Regions from separate parts of the Zea mays genome. Here region 2 is linked to region 1. The links are chromatin contacts, called in public Hi-C maps. All regions are on one chromosome and are shown on one strand. The core of a region is the stretch at or near the end of the contact, and the rest is flanking DNA. Distances in the headings are between cores, read along the strand shown. Region 1 holds the start of LOC103638373 (G patch domain-containing protein TGH homolog). Region 2 holds the start of LOC103638375 (putative phospholipid-transporting ATPase 9).

The links. Hi-C and Micro-C count contacts between places; a contact is called where the count stands out from the background.
Region 2: a Hi-C map of ear shows a contact between it and region 1, with 3 times the contacts expected there. The contact joins the promoter of LOC103638375 here to the promoter of LOC103638373 in region 1. A contact is called at or near these places in 4 of 25 Hi-C or Micro-C datasets (ear, leaf and tassel).

Annotation. Positions count from the first base shown.
Region 1 is chr9:51,384,671-51,387,585 of Zm-B73-REFERENCE-NAM-5.0, reverse strand. It overlaps LOC103638373 (G patch domain-containing protein TGH homolog), which reads right to left and starts at 1,477. Exons shown (of 16, transcript XM_008661305.4): 1 at 1,136-1,477. The coding sequence starts at 1,273.
Region 2 is chr9:51,550,586-51,553,500 of Zm-B73-REFERENCE-NAM-5.0, reverse strand. It overlaps LOC103638375 (putative phospholipid-transporting ATPase 9), which reads right to left and starts at 1,374. Exons shown (of 11, transcript XM_008661309.3): 1 at 25-1,374. The coding sequence starts at 420.

The sequences.
Region 1 (2,915 bases), core at 228-2,727:
TCAATCCATACTATAACTCAGTAGTAAAAATAAATGATATGTTGTAATGAATTCTCATATTCCCTGCAAACATGCAGCATCAACCATTTGTTGATACAAATACAAGATCACAATGGCTACAAAATCACAAATTTTATAATTTTGTGAGTTAGTAGTTTTAGAGGGACACGTCTCGTGCAGTGGTGAGAGCTGTCCCACTAAGTCGTGTGTTGAAAGCAGCCTCTCCGCAATTGTGGGAAGAAGGCTTGCCTCTGTTTATCCCTTTCCCAGACCCCGGAGCCTTCAGCACCAGGTCTATCTTTTTTTCTTTTGAGCCAACATTGCACTATCCAAAGTCCAGACAGATAAATAGCATCCACGTAAGTAACCTAGAAACTAATAGAGAAATAGTTGAGTAAAAAACACATCTGAACTACATGAAAACCCATTCCATTATGAGATCAGCAGTAACTCACAATCAAGGAATTAGTTACTGAAATATGGTTTGACTAACAAGCATACACAAGGATAAACAACAGGATTGACAGTATTCTGCAGGATGATGGAATTAATCATCTCATTTGAGAAGTACTCCGCCCGTCCCAAACTATAAGTGGTTTTGTCTTTTCTAGGTGCATAGCTTTCTATGCACCTAAAACGACTTATAATTTGGGACGGAGGGAGTAGGCAGATATAATTCACAATTTGGACCATTATTCTGTCTCTGAATTTTCCTAGTTGACATATTGCCCAACTAACAAAACTGGGCATAAAGCCGATTGCCCTAAAAAACTCGAACTTGCTTTCACCCCAACCCCAGTGGTACAAGCAGAAAATTAGCACAGCTCTATTTATAATATGTGCCACCAAAGCTAAACATAGCAGCAGACATGTGAGCAAACCCCAAATGGAAGAGTATGTGCAGTCTCTCTTGGTCACAACCAAATGCACCCCAGTTGCTCCACAAACCGTAAACATTAAAAAAACGCAACACCTGTTGCATTGCTACTCACGAAATTGCATGCCCTAGTATATCTCGAATCCATCAATACCAACACCGTAACAGAGCACATATTCTGTCCTACCGCAACGATACAGATACAGGATAGGGAGATTGGGAGGTGGAGAAGAAGAAGGAGGGAGGTGAGAGAAAGACCTCCTGCTTCCAGGCAGGGAGGGCGCGGAGTTGGCCAGCCTCGGCGACGGCCCGGCGCTTGCGGGCGGAGGTGTCCTCCTCTCGCTCGATGGGCGTCCCATAGACGACGAGATCCTCGTCGTCGCTGTCGACCCCCATGGTGGCGGGAAACTGGAGAGGCCAGTGATCAGAAAGCCCTAGCTCGCCGGCGGATTGGCGGCGCCGGTGAGGCGAGAGCGCGATGAGAGAATAGGGTTCCGCAATGTAGAGAGCGAGGTGGTGACAGATGGACGGGAACTGCGATTTGAGTTTTGTGCTGTAGGGCGTTGCAGTTTACGTGAGAATTATGGGTATTTGAATGCAAACAAATAGATATCTATCTATTAACTAATTTATCAAAAATAGCTAGGGGCTTTCGATGTCTCAACTAATTTTAGCCACTAACAATTATCTCTAATGCATTCAAACACCCTCTTACGGGTAGAACAGCTAAATTGATTTTGTTTTCGCATTTTTCTAGCAGGACTAAAACGAAAAACCAACGGTCGAAATATGGCATCGAAATTGTCAGTTATTCGAAAATGATAAATTTTGTTGGTCACTTATTCTCAAATATTATGAATCAAGAACAAGGCAATACAATTGTTAAAGATTAGGGACTTTCGTCCTCCGAAGCATTATTTTATTTTGGATATAATGATCTTCAGACGAAGTCCGTAAAAGACACACTTTCATCATTCATGAGAATAAGAGTACATAAAGATAATAAATGTAATTTATTCATTCATACACATATGTATTTCATAATATACATATGAACATTAACATAATTTATATTACATCGATATCTTCGGTTTGTTCGAAGGTGTTGACGCGAGAGTAGTTACAATCCAGTGTGAACAGTACGGTGATATTGTTCACCTATTTATAGGCATAGGACACAACCCGGGTAAAATTACATTTATAACCCTAATATGCACACATGATCATAACATAAACTACCAGGGATTGACTAGTCTTTTCTTCCTTGACCTCACACCATGTTTTTTAACCTTCGTCATCACTTTAAGCCAAAGTTATTGATCTTCGATGGTAACTTCAGCAATCGTTGGTATAGCTGTCAAATAGTATCTTCATCGGAGGAGAAGACCTCTAACAACTTTCATCATGTATCTTTGTTTATGACGAAGCTCCTGTAATAATCAATATTATACTAAAAACAAATGGTTAGTTGTGTTTTTGAGGACCTTTAGCCGAAGGTCCGAAAAACACCTTCCCTTCGCTAGAATAGCGAATTGTTCTGAATCGTGGGACCCACCGACCAGTGGAGATCTGAGTATATATATAGAGGTTTGCGCTGTGAATATTTTTCGTGTCATCTAGCTATTTTGTGCTATGATTGTCATTTTAGCCTTCTTTTTTTGTGAGCGCAATTATTTTTTGAGCTTCGGTATTTTCTGTGATCATCATCGAAATGGCTGGAGAAAAGCATATTGTAGACCCCACACCTGCTGGTTTTTACGAAGCAATGGAAAAGACCAACATTGAAAAAATCACTAATGAGATGTTGGCTGGGCTATCTAGAGATTCCAGCGACAGTGATAACTTTGATGTGGAGAGTGGAAATGAAGATGCCGAAGAACAGCCGTGGAGGCCAAGCCATGTTGTTTTTGGAAAGTCCAGTGTTAAACAAGGACAGATTGAAGGGATGAAGAAAAAATATTTTCACGATATATCCATTGTCAGGGTTGGAGGAGAAAGCATTGTTTCTCTTCTCGAAGCAGATGAAGTGGTGGTTTTT
Region 2 (2,915 bases), core at 125-2,624, 170 kb before region 1:
AACAAAAAACCACAAGAATGATACCTGTTGTTTCCTCCGCCAGTCCTCAACCCCTTCTTTTGCCATGGTGGCTACAATCACGACACAGAGCGGTGCAAGCGCGCTCACTGCCGTGTAAGGTGCAAGTGGAGTCAAGGCAAGGATACCAGAGACAAGGAAGTAGAAATTGGCCACCCTCCTGAACTGCTCGAAGAGGGACTTGGGAAGGAAGGTGGCCAGAGTGTACTTTGTCGTCGACACTTCATTCAAGGGGTAGTTGAATCCCTCCTCTTCAAGCATATCAGGCTCGTTGACGTAAACGACTCGGGAGAACCCCACTGTCCCAATCCGTGAGTGGTCATCACTAGAGCCCCTGTGGCAACGCATGAAAGTCAACAATGTGCTGAGCTTGAGCTTCTCCATCCTCTTGGTCGGCGCCATTCCTCCAGACTCAAGTGAATCGCTGAAGCTACTCCCAGATGCCCCCAAGAAGTCGATAAGGCCACAAGCTCAGAGTTTTTGTACGCCCACCGAGAGTGCCAGTTCCTTCCGATCTTGTCCAAATCAATCAGAACGCAATTGACAACTCCCTCCGAAGAAGAGGAACTCAGATTCGAGAAACAATGGTCTCCAAAGAAGCAGCTCGAAATAAATTCCAGGCCCTCTCCCACCCAACAACTCCACACTCCACCTACCTAAAAAAAGCAAATAAACTGCAGAGGGAGAGGGACTGAACCAAGAGACTCCCCAGGCCCTCAGCAGAGAAATCACCTCCTCCCAGGAACGAGAAGGCGTCAACACTCAACAGCGCGGCGCCTCGGAGATCCCGGCGTGCCGCCGCGACCCTGCGCTCCGAAACCCCGTCGTCCTCCTCCGTCCCGCTACGCCAAGACGCCAAAACTGGGTCTTGAGACAGGAACACCGGATGCCTCGATCCATGCGGCGCCCGGCTTTCCCGCGGCGCTGCGTTTGTGTCCTCCCCAGGCAGAAAACGGCATACGAGAGGAGGATTAATAGATGGCGGGAATCTTCCCTTCTCAAGGGGGCAGCAAGACAATGCGCCCCGCGTTGCAGGAGAGTGGCACGGAAGGCACCCAGACGGGGGACCCCGCCCCAGCTCACGCAGGACGGCTCGGTTTCCGTTGCCTTGCCTCTTTCCGACGGCGAATCGTGGGACGCGGGGAGAAAGAAGGTGTGGCTCCGGCTCGGGAAAATTCGAAGCTTTGGGGAGGAGGAGACGGACGAGAGGGGGCGGGGGGGAGGTCAATGGAAAATGCAAGGGAGCAGGCGCCGGGCGAGGCGTGCAATGCAATGCCGACGCGACGAGAAGGGGAGGGGAGCAGGACGTGTGCGATGGGTTTGGTAGTTGGTGGCCTCCTCCCCGAGTCCGTCATGGTGATAGCTGGATCTGCTGCTGCCGCCGTGTCATATCTCCCTCAGATATGTCTTTCCTCCCTTGTCTTTAGTGTTCGCCTAATATATTAGTGCGTGTTTGGATGCTTGATTAAAGCTTAGTCTGAGTTTTATATATTAATTAGAAAAACTAAATATAAGTCAATTATAAAACTAATTATATAGACATGGTTAATCACATGCCTAATTCATGATTAGCATACTTTTATGTATATGCTAACTATAGGTTAACTAGACTTAATAAATTTGTCTTGTGAATTAGCTGTAATTTATATAATTAGTTTTGTAATTAGCTTATATTTAGTTCTTCTAATTATCATATAAAATCTGGAGCAAACATTAGTCCAAGGATCCAAACACACTTTTGCATTCTGTATATTCCTAGTTACAATAAAACTTTAGTCCGATCACTTGTTAATGATAATAACATGTGCCCTGAATTGCTAATATTAACATAATTTGAAATGATTTGGGTCTTACTCTTTTTTATATTTTGTTAATATTCTTAAAAAATTAATTGTCACTGCTTATTATGATGTCTTATGTAAACTGTGCTTATTATGCTCCTATTGATTATGATACTCCACCCCTATAATATGTTTATTTGCTCTACTGTTAATGTTCTGCTTGTATAGTTTCTGTTTTCTATGTTTTTATTTCTTTATTTTAACTCCTTTTAATGATTTTGGTAGTATAATGGCCCAGCATGAAGTTGTGTTTACTTGTGCAGGTGCAGCACATGGTCTATACGTTTAACTGTCTTAACTGACCTTTTTTTCTGCGATAAACCATCTAAACCTCTGGTGTCAAACCATCTTGATGCATTTTGCTGCACCATACCAACCGCTAAATTAGATGTGAGTTGTGACACATAGCAAGTCCACGTCGTGGGTTTGGTGGCTATTACCTATTATTAGGAAAGTGAAGAGATGCCTGGTGCATTGAGATCCTACGTTGAACAAGACGATAATGATAGAGCAGACCCGACAATATTTTATTAGAAAAGTTATAACTTCTTCCTCTAGAGTAAGTTTAAGGTTCATGAGTGCTTGATAAAAAATATCTGAGAAACTTTAAGGGCTTGTTCGTGGGATTGAGCCGGTTTAAATCCATAACAAGTCAAAATTCACTTCAATCCCACCTAATACACTCCAATACACATGTAATATCAATAACCGAACAAGGCCTAAAATGGATATAGTTTAGCCATAAGATAGGCAAAGACTTCGAACAATCATGATAAGTTATTGTTATTTCGATCAATAGTTGTGTCGTTGTTGTGGTTGGTCATTTGATTCGTAAGAACGAACCAAAATAGGGTAGCACAATTAGTAATGAGAGACTGTCATTCCTTTTTGATACATTAAAGGAAAAAGATCACAAGGATTAAAAGACTTTCAGATCAAGTAAAAACGTTTAAAAGAAACAATAACTGATGAGCTTCTCTTATTACTTCTCTATTACAAATAATTACAAATGTATCTTTGGAGATATGAGTGGCAATACAGAAATCAAAGGAGGCA